Regions from separate parts of the Mus musculus genome. Here region 1 is linked to region 2. The links are chromatin contacts, called in public HiChIP or PLAC-seq maps. All regions are on one chromosome and are shown on one strand. The core of a region is the stretch at or near the end of the contact, and the rest is flanking DNA. Distances in the headings are between cores, read along the strand shown. Region 1 overlaps Frk (fyn-related kinase). Region 2 holds the start of Frk (fyn-related kinase).

Region 1 (5,453 bases), core at 1,818-4,317, 59 kb before region 2:
TATGGTATCTCCTATATTTTATTCTCACATATAAATACTCCATTATGTAAGCTTTGTGTGGATACATACATTTGTATTTGGGATAATTGCATGAATGATGTGAGTCTTCTGTGCGAGATACATACAAGCCAGCAGTTTATGTAAATCCAATGATTAAAGATAAGGCAATCTTCATTTATAGAGAAATTATTTACTAATTTTTAGAACTTCTGTCTCAGCAATTCTGGACTTTCCTACATAGATTCAATTTAAGTGTTTGAGTGAATGTATCTGTTTATGTCATACTTAAGACTTTTGCTCTACTCCCATCAGGAAGAGAAAAACATAAATAGTTATTTTCTGCTTGCAACTGCATTATAATGCCATCCTTCATGCTGAAAGATGATGCACCTGCTGCAGATTGTGATCTTTAGAGCACATGATACTGTCGAGCAAGCCTAACTGAGAAACAGTAATTCACCTCTCTCTTTGCACCTGTGGAAACTCTTCCTTAATTTGAGGTTGAAGCTCCTGCCAGAACTGCCAGTTGCTGTCATTGGCTCTGACTTTTGGAGACCTAGTTGGCATCATTCTAGAAGGGCATGCACACTTCAGGCCTGACTGTTCACCAAAGTATTTCAGCCACCCCCTGACCTGCTGTTCTTTTGAGCAGTGAACAAACAGTGAGGGCCCAAAAGGAATCTAAATATCATAGATCATGTGAAATGCCACAGACGATCATGTAGGCATGGTCCTTAAAATGTGGTTGCTAGTCCAAGAATATCAGCTTTGCCTGGAACCATTAAAATGAAAAATCTCAGACTTCAGTACTGATCGACTCATGCAGACAGAGCAGGGCTATTGTCCAGCAGTCAGGAGCATAAGAAACCTTCCATGTTAATTTAGAATGTGTACAAGACGCATAAAATAAGCCAGAGTTTGACACTTAGCTGTGAAAAGGAGTTATTCAGTAAAATGATACCTTAAACATATAACTCATATGCTTTATTGATACTTAAAAATAATGTTTTTATTGTATATCATACCATAACATACAGTATCCAAAAGAAGAAACCTGTGATAACTCAGATGCTGAGAGAAAGAAGTGCTCCTTTAAGATTAAAACAGAAAATAAATACCTGTCATGGAAGTAAGACATATGTGACCAAAGCCCAAATGTGTTTTACAAATAATTGTCAGGCATCTATCATACTGACATGAAAATATCTGAATGTTCCCATGAATATTCCAGTGTTGGATTAAAGTGCTAAACTTGAGAGTAATAGAGGTGTTCTATTTGTTTATATTTTATAAAACCAGCATGTGTGTATATGTACACAAATGTGTACACATCTCTAACATTAGTGAGACATGAAGAAAATAATGACGTTCTTCAGTTTTCACTCTATATCCTTCTTTAGGTGTGAAGATTTGTAATAAGACGTAGTTTCAGAATAACTTAACATCTACTTTAATATACACAATGAAATGAAGTCACTTAAGAAAACATACAAAAATCTACATGTTACCGGGTCAAGATTCAAAATGTTGACAATCAAAATTGATAGATACAAGAAAAATACCAGTGGAATCAGAGAGAGGGAAGTACAGATGAACAGACAAACAGATGGAACATACCAGCCAGGGTGTTGAACATTAATAATTCCAGGAACATCTCAGAAGCACAGTCAGCCACTTAAGAATGGCAGCATGGTCGGAAAGTGGTGGTGCATTCCTTTAGTCCCACCACTTGAGAAGCAGAGGTAGATGGATCTCTATGAATTCAAGGCCATCCTAGTCTACAAAGTGACTTACAGGACAGCCATAGCTATTACACAGAGAAACCCTGTCTCAAACACACACACACTCAGAGAGAGAGAGAGAGAGAGAGAGAGAGAGAGAGAGAGAGAGAGAGAGAGAGAGAGAGAGAGAGAGAGAGAAGGAAGAAGAAGAAGAAGAAGAAGAAGAAGAAGAAGAAGAAGAAGAAGAAGAAGAAGAAGAAGAAGAAGAAGAAGAAGAAGAAGAAGGACGAGGAGGATGAGGACGAGGAGGAGAATGACAATAGGAAATTCATTTAATCCCTTGTACCTCAACATTATCATTTGTGAGTAGGAATTTTAGCAATGACCTGACATGTATTGTGAGATTAAAAGAAATCATACATGTAAGAGCTTGTTATACAGCCATGGTCATGCTAAGTAGCTCAGATAAGAACTAAATGAAGAGAAAAATTGTATGTTTGCTTTGGATATTCTAGATTTGAAGTCATGATAGAACCATGGTTAATATATAAGCAGGATCTTATATCTCTAATTGTCCCAAGTGACCCTTCATTCATACCCCCCCTAATAAATGCTGTCTTATTAAATCAAAAAGACTAATGAAATCTGCATTATGATTATCAACTGATCATCTATGGAAAAAAGAGACAACATTAAGAAACATAAAGGGGCTAGAGACATAGCTCAGTGTGTCAGAGTGTGTGTTATACAAGCATCAGGATGTGAGTTCAAGTCTCTAGTACCTACATAAAAATCTGGATGTAACAGTGCTGCTCAGGGCAGGGACAAGACAATCTCTGGGGATGGTTGGCTGTCAGCCTACTTCCAGTGAGAGACTCTATCTCAAGGAATAAAAAACAGTTTGTGTAACCACACACACTAGTGCATAACCATATACACCCCTCACAAAGCAATATACTCTTCCAAAAAAAAAAAGCATTAAAGAATATCACATGTAAATTTGTTAAATAATATCACATCTAAATATTATTATCAATCAAACGTTATGCCACTATGAAAAGAACAAGCAAATAAACATATTACCTTCACTAAGAGTTTATTATTTCATATACTAGAGTCTGAACTGCAGTATCAACTGGTAAAAATCGGTATCTAGGTACTCATAATTCTGTATAGATGTGTATAATTTCCTCCTGCAATTTAAACAGAAGCACAACTATCAGTAAATGCTGAAACTGTTGATAAAAGTTGACCTCTGATATCTTACTCTGTTCCTACACACTAACGCAGCTGGTCTTCAAATACCATAGGCAGTTCCTAGAGATGAGGGAGGAACTATGTCTTATAAGCAAACAAGGAACAGAAAGTGCAGGTCAACTTGGCAGAGTCACTAAGTGGCAAATAAGTTAGAACAACACAGCAGTGGAATTGGGGTTAGGATGTCTTTGCTATCACCATCATCGTCACCACCACCACCATCATCATCATCAATCATGACATATACTATGATGAGTAAAACTACTGTACCATGCTCAGGAGATGTCAGCCAGTTACAAAATGCCTACAGTTTGCTGGGCACACATATCCACATCTAGTAACTTATCATAGCTAAACAAAAGCCTTCCATATAGAGTAACTTGGAGCTATTGTGGCTCCATATCCCTGTATCATTCACCTGCATCTGTGTTTCAACAACACTGCCAGGAAGGCCTCTATCAAGTTCCTGTTCCAGCTAATTAGGCCCCACCCCTTCTAAGAACTCTTCCTTGGTTCAATGTCTCCTTGGCTCAGGGTCAGCTATGGCTGCCTCTCCACCTTTTGACATGGCAAAATCATAAAAAAGAGAAGGTAATTCTCAGGAAGATTATGTTGTTCATTCTTTGCTTTCCTTTTTTCATCACAACCTTTCTTTTGTTCACCACACAGATTGTGGCAATATGGTACCATCTCTTCTTTTTCATCTTAATCCTGAGTACCTCATCATCATATGCAAGAGCCAAGCACAGATGTCATGAATCTTCTATATTGCCTCTGTCTACCCCTACCTCATGCAGACATGCCTGGAGCTAGCCTCTGAGAGTGTGATGGGCTACATATATCTCACCACATGGACAAGGTTGTTTATTATCATTGTTGTTTGGTAAGTTGGTTGTTTTGTTTTGACTATCTTGTACAGATTGATTATGAAATAAAGCCTTCTGAAGTGGAATGTCAGGCATTTGAGCATGTGGACATTAGCCACTCATCCAACTTTGTCCCACCTGCAACTGCCGCACCTAATGTACACTTAAACTTCCTTCCCCAACATTCCTACAGTATTCAGAGAATGCACCTCACATTTGACACAAAGCATGAGAAATTAGTGCACCTATTTTTAATTGTTTATTTTAGGTAATTCACTTGTTGCTGAAGACCTCTCTAGGCCAAGGATCATGTATGATACCTTCACAGATGGCAATATGTCCTTTGGAGCTCTTAACAATATTTGATAAAACTATTAATGCATTGAACTTTGACATGGCATTTATAGTCATGTTGATTCTGAACACTGAACTTTAGATAATGTGTTCTTATATAATCTTCAGTGCCTATTGAGTATCTTACAGTATAAAATGTCTGTGTGCTAGAGGAGAGTTGTGGTGCAGTTCAGACGTTAATTAGCCTTAGATTATATATTCCTATCTGACCTCCTTTTTCTTCAAAAAGGAGAACCTTTGTTTAGGAACATAAAGATAAAAAAAAAAAAAATGAGACTGACTTCTCTATCCTTTAAAACAAGAGCACATTGACAGCTTACATGGTAAGAATGTTGATCCAAAGATGTCACTCGAGGTTAGTATTTGAGGTAGAACTTGTAGTCACATAAGAAACTAGGAAGTTCATTCTTGGATCACTTGATAAAGCATTTCTTATAGCTCTTGTCCACCTGAATAATCAGCTCAGAGGGGGAATTTTGGAGGAACTAAACTGGGTTTCATCATTGGAGAAGGTGAATGTTCGTTAAAGAATCTTGTTATAACCTGAGCCTACTTCCCTCCTAGTCAAGAACATGTGACTCATTACAGAACACACCATGGGGGAAAAAAATAGAGAATATAACAAAGTTCAGATAGATAACCCATCTCAAAGTATGATGCCATTTCAGAATTCCCTAAGGATGGAAAGCATATGTTGATTAATCTGTGAAATAACATATAAACAAGTGTAGGTCATCAGTTCCAAAATAAAATGTAAATTCTAATGTAACTGCTTAGTTTTTGTATAGGTGTGGTCCTGTTTATTGAAGAAACTGGAAGAATGGGTCAAAAGCATTAATCGTTAGTTTCTTCCTCATGTTACATGAAGGTCAAAGGCAACTGACCTTGGGGTGTTACAGCAATGCATTATTTCACTAGTTATCACAAATGCTTATCTTCATTGTCTCTAAGCCTTTTCATAGTAGTATGATGCTATTTCTTCTCATGAGAAAAAAAAAACAGGAATTTTTAGGTACATACATGTTTACTGATCTATAAATGGGGTTACATGGCATGTATGTTTGCATGCATGTTCACACAGATACAGATACACACACATGTGTGTGCACACAGAGAACAGAGGTTGACACCAGTTGTTTTCCTTGATTTCTCTCTACCCTATACATCAAGGTAGCAATACATTGATTATTGCTGACTCCCAAGGTTCTCAGTGCAGCTACTCTAGCTAACAAGCTTGCTTAAGGGTTTCCATGAT
Region 2 (5,262 bases), core at 1,709-4,208:
GAACGCCAGGGCCAAAAAATGGGAATGGGTGGGTAGGGGAGTGGGGGGGGAGTGTGTGGGGGACTTTTGGGATAGCATTGGAAATGTAATTGAGGAAAATACGTAATAAAAATAATAATAAAGGAAATTATTCGGAAAGAAAAAATTCTAGATGAGGACATGAGGGGAGCCCCAGTGAGCTCCCCCATAAGGAGCCCTTCTTTACTATGAGCCCATTTCCCAAAAGATGTTTCCTGTAGTAGATTTCATTGAAACTCATCATCAATATTGAATCTTTACCTGCTTTCTAATCTACCTGATTCTGCGTATCCATTGTTAAGATTACATTTTATGGAGCTGAAGAGATGGTTGAGAACACTGACTGCTCTTCCAGAGGTCCTGAATTCAATTCCCAGCAACATGGTGGCTCACAACCATGTAAAGGGATTGGATATCCTCTTCTGGTCTGTCTGAAGAGAGTAAAATTGTACTCACATACATTAGATAGATAGATTAGTTAGATAGATAGATAGATAGATAGATAGATAGATAGATAGATGGACATATTAAAGTAGAAAACTGTTGAAAAACATGTTACTCAAAAATGTAATTATTTAGAAAAACAAGGATTTCATTTTATCTACTTTCTAGTCACACAGCCCTAAACTACCCACCAATATGTCTGCTCTTTGAATGGATAGATGGATGAATGGATGTGGCTTAAATAAATTTATAATTTTTCTTCTTTTGTACCATAAACTGTAGGAAGTATGCAAATACTAAATGAACTCCCTTGTGCATCATAAACCATAGGAATTATTCAATCTCTCTCTCTCTCTCTCTCTCTCTCTCTCTCTCTCTCTCTCTCCCTCCCTCCCTCCCTCCCTCCCTCCCTCCCTCCCTCCCTCCCTCCCTCCCTCTTTCTCTGGAGGAAATATTTAGTTTGGCTCATAGTTACTGAAGGTTTTAATCTGTCATGGGACAGCAGGCATAGTGCTTAAGTTCAGGGTGGAAAGAGCATGTGACAGACTGTATGGTGTAGCAGTAAACACAGGAGCAGGATGGAGTAAAGGCTAGCTACACTCTGCAGAGGCCTGCCCACCACCCAGGCACAATTTCTTAAAGCTTCCACAGACTTCAAACGCAGCGCCACCAGCTGGAGAAAAAGTTTCAGAACCTGAGCTTGCAGGGACATTTCCGTCTGTAAGATGTATTAAACAACCTTTTGTAGTCCATTTCTTACAAGGTTAGATCATTGTTTAACCTCCACGATCAGAGACAGATAACTAGAACTGAGGCAAAAAGCAATAATTAGATGTGTTCATCATCGGCCCCCCTTCTAAAATCACTTTTTCAGGATGAAATCTTAGTCTAGTATTGAAAGAAATATCTCCGTGATTTTTCTTCTTAAAATTTGCTGTCTATACCTGGCCACTTTTTAATCCTAAAAACCAAAAGCTATTTTCGTAATTTGAATATACCTCAGGATCTAGGAACACCAAGAAAGTTTTCTCTGTTATGATTTCACCAGGAAAAAAAAAAAAAAAAAAAAAACTACTACTGTGTAGTTGTTTTGTTGTCTTTGTAAATTAGCCCACTTGTGAGCCTACCATAATGGAAATGGTTGTGGTCAACTGCAGGATTTGTAGCATTAGTTTGGAATGCTTGGAAAGTTTACACTAACTAAACAAATAGCCTCCGATTTTAGATTTGAAAGTAGGTTTAGGAGAGACTATAGCTGCCCGTAAATGAAAATGTAGTTCTATTGAAAGTGAGGCAGAGGGAGAGTATTAGATGGACCATAGGTGTGCCCACTATAATCAAAGTCATTTTAGCAGTTCTCTCTCACTTTGCGAGAAAGACATGCTTCAATTAACAGCTTCTAGAATGCCTTTCCATACACTGGACCGATCTGTGAATGAGAGTCCGTGGATAGGAAGGAAGGAGAGTCAGAGTTCAGTATCCAACCCCGAAAGAATCAAGAAAAAAGTATGGCCGGTGCTACTCACGGCTCTGCCTGGAGACTCCGGTCCTCCGCCACGTAATTGGAAGGAATGTAGCCCTGTAGCTGCTGACCTAAGCCGGTTCCCTTCTTCTCCAAATGTCTGGCCAACCACCAGCCCTCATGCGAAGTGTCCAAGACTTGGAGTTTGTCGCCGGCACGGAAGCTCAGGTCCTCTGCAGTACGTGCTTGGTAATCAAACAGAGCCACAAAATACTGGCCATGGCTTCTCTCGGGCTCTTGTGACCTGGGAGCCTCTGGGGGACAGAAGGCCCCTGGATTCTCAATTACTACTGACTTGTCTGCCTCTTGAGACCAGCACGGGAGAAAAGGCTGCAGGTATGCCCAGAGTCTCACACAGACGCTGCCCATGGTGTTGTTCTAGCTTAGTAGTTGTAGGAGAGGATAGTCCTCTCCCCACAAGCTGTACAGAGCCACGGTCCTCCACCAGGCAGCTTCCAAATCAGCTGCAACTCACCATACCTCCCGCTTCGGATCTCTCCTCTCTCCGGCAGATCTGGGCTTGGCCAAGACACTCACAGCTGGCTTTCTGTTTGTAGCTGCTGCCCTGAGGCAAAACCAAGAGAGGACTGAGCTGGAGGTCCAGTGGGAAGGTGCTTCTTCCTGACTGCCTGGGCACCGAACAATAAGTAAAATAAAAAGGGTTTTATTTAGAGGGACATTTGAGAACAAAGAACAGCCACCTCTCCCTCTGTCCCCGGAAAAAGTTAGAGAGAGACTAACTCCAGGAACAAGCTCCCAGCCCGGCCTGCTCCAGCTGCTCTCACCCTGCTTCAAGCCTGCAGCTGAGAGAGTTCTGCTCTCTCCGGAGCTTTCCTTCTTGCTAATGAATAACCAGGCCGTGGAGGTTATCGCCTTTAACATCCTGAGCTGTACAGACTGTAATAATTCCTCCTAACTTCCTGGTTTCTTTTTGTCTGATCTAAAAGGAACTCCCAGGTCAGCTTTCCCGCTCCCTCCTCCCACACCCAGGATAGACCAGCCCCCTTACCAAGAAGCCAGATTCTTAAAGCAGCCAAAACCCAGAGAAACAGGCTAGCCCAGATGGCTATCTGTCTTGCTATATTCCCTACACAGAATGCAAGGCAGAGATTTATTTCCTCACAAATATGAGTAGGATTGTTTTGATACTGGTAGAGAAAATTTTAAAAGGAGAAAACTGGGTGTTTAGGTAGGATCTGCCAGACATGTGGCAATTGAAAAAGAGCCTTTGAGTCCCTACCATTTTTTTTTTTAATCACTAGGAATAGATTTTAATAGCCTCAGAAGTTTCTGGTGAAAAAAAAAAGAGTAGCAAAGCAGCTGGGCAAAATGCTGAGAACCCGAAAGGCTGCTTTTTCCCACAGAGACATCTCATTCCTGACCCCTTACATCGCTATTTCTGTAGCACGTGTACCCAAGCACACACAGGAGAAACAGGTGGCAGGCTGATAAGAGCATTTGTAGAGATGCTGTCTCTTCAAGTTGGACTTCAGGTCCATAGTCATGCTGACTCCGTGGGGTTGTGGTGAGACCTCAGAACAACTCAGGCTCAGGTTAAGATAGACATTCTGGGACTGCAGCACTGAGGGCCAGCAGAAAAAAATGGAAACAGGCAACCTCGGGAGGGGACCATTTCTTAAGGGAAATAAGGTTGCAAATGACAAAGCAGGCCGCAATGTTCTTTGTCTTCCACATATATGTACACCCATACATAGACACATATCCATCACACATGGCTCACACACACACACACACACACACACACACACACATAAAGCCAAATTCTGAGACATATTTTGTTTTATTTTAATACCATGAGACCTAAAACAGACTGCACGTGTAATTCCTTATTTTACACAGAAATGAAAATAGTGATCATGATACCAATGAATCATAACAAATATTCTGTACCAAACACCATGAACTGTGAAAGTGTGGTATCTTCTTGATTTCTTTAAACATGGCTTACAGATGCTGTGGTCTTTCCTGGGACATCTACATGATGTAGAAACAGAAAGAATGAGAAGGTCTACTAAGCACAGGTGGACCCAAACTCAACTTTAAGTGGATTTAAGACTCCAAACCCTTTGCTATTCTAAATTTTTGTTTGTTTGTTTGTTTTTGGTTTTGGTTTTTGGTTTTTTCGAGACAGGGTTTTTCTGTATAGCCCTGGCTGTCCTGGAACTCACTTTGTAGACCAGCCTGGCCTCGAACTCAAAATCTGCCTGCCTCCTGCCTCCCGAATGCTGGGATTAAAGGTGTGCCCCACCACACCCAGCCTTGCTACCCTAAATTTAAATATACCTTCACTGTGACTAGGTCAAAACATTGTGGGAAATGACAGTGACAAACAGCCCATCCCATCCCCTGAGGAGGTGAAGAGACTTAAATAGCACCAACAACCCAAGGATGTCAGGAAAGCAGTGGCCTGGGAACCTGACCCAGTGTGAGAAGATTTTTTCACGTCGGTGACAGTGGAACTCTCCTGGGCACCCAAGCTTGATGCCTGACAGGTGTCTTTGACACCTTCTCTGGCTGCTTTCAGCAAGTCAGTCACCTATGTCTGCTCAGCCTTCTTTTCATTTATTCCACACAAAAAAACAAAACAAAGAAACAAACACACAAACTCCATCTGAATGACAACTGGTCACTGAACAGGAAATAGAAAATTCCACAGTCTTCAATGGCCTCTCTTACTCCCGGTCATTCATCTCCGGCTTGCCTGAATCCTGAGGTGAATGGCCAGGGACTGGCAAGAGCACAGCAGCCATATGTATCGGCATTCAAGGGTTTTCTGTGTTCCCAGAACCACACTAGGAATGTTGTAAATGATTCAGTATTTAAAGAACAAGGTCTATGAAGGAGCTATGTAATTCTGTTTTGTTTTGAGAAAAAAACTGAGGCTGAGACAGGTTAGGTGACTTGCCCAAGCGGCCAGAGCCACCAGTCAGTTGAACCATGAGTAGTGAATACCCTGCAGACCCGGAAAATATAAATCCTTGGTTTTGTCAACTCAATAAACAAATAGGTAGAGAGAGAGAGAGAGAGAGAGAGAGAGAGAGAGAGAGAGGTAGATAGATAGACCTAATGCATCGTGAAGGCTAAACTCTCCAGCAGCCTTCAGCGTATTTGGAATGAAAACTAAACTCAAAACAAACAAAGCCCCATAACTCCCCCAATGTCATGGTCTTTCACTCCTGTTATCAATTCCCAAATCTGCTTGCTACCAATAGCTCCTGAAAACAGAGTCCACATTCCCTACTATGACACAGCCTTCC

The links. HiChIP or PLAC-seq counts read pairs in DNA pulled down with a chosen protein or histone mark.
Region 1: an H3K4me3 HiChIP or PLAC-seq map of intestinal villus epithelium shows a contact between it and region 2, with 4 times the contacts expected there. The contact joins the enhancer-like site here to the promoter of Frk in region 2. A contact is called at or near these places in 5 of 39 promoter capture datasets (the 3T3-L1 cell line, 3T3-L1-derived adipocytes, embryonic stem cells and 2 more), 1 of 115 datasets of contacts at active chromatin or transcription factors (intestinal villus epithelium) and 2 of 9 other capture datasets (adipose tissue and liver).

The regions. Positions count from the first base shown.
Region 1 is chr10:34,539,870-34,545,322 of GRCm38.p6, reverse strand. The region is part of intron 2 of Frk (fyn-related kinase); the gene reads right to left. Among named protein-coding and RNA genes, the nearest start is that of Frk, 59 kb to the right of the region's middle. Within about 2 kb of position 3,067, at least 7 of the 459 cell types and tissues checked have an H3K27ac peak or open chromatin away from gene starts, as enhancers often do. A contact at or near this core is called in intestinal villus epithelium, where this site is marked.
Region 2 is chr10:34,481,096-34,486,357 of GRCm38.p6, reverse strand. Frk (fyn-related kinase) reads right to left here and starts at 2,958. Exons shown (of 9, transcript NM_010237.3): 1 at 2,770-2,958; 2 at 1,989-2,613. The coding sequence starts at 2,353.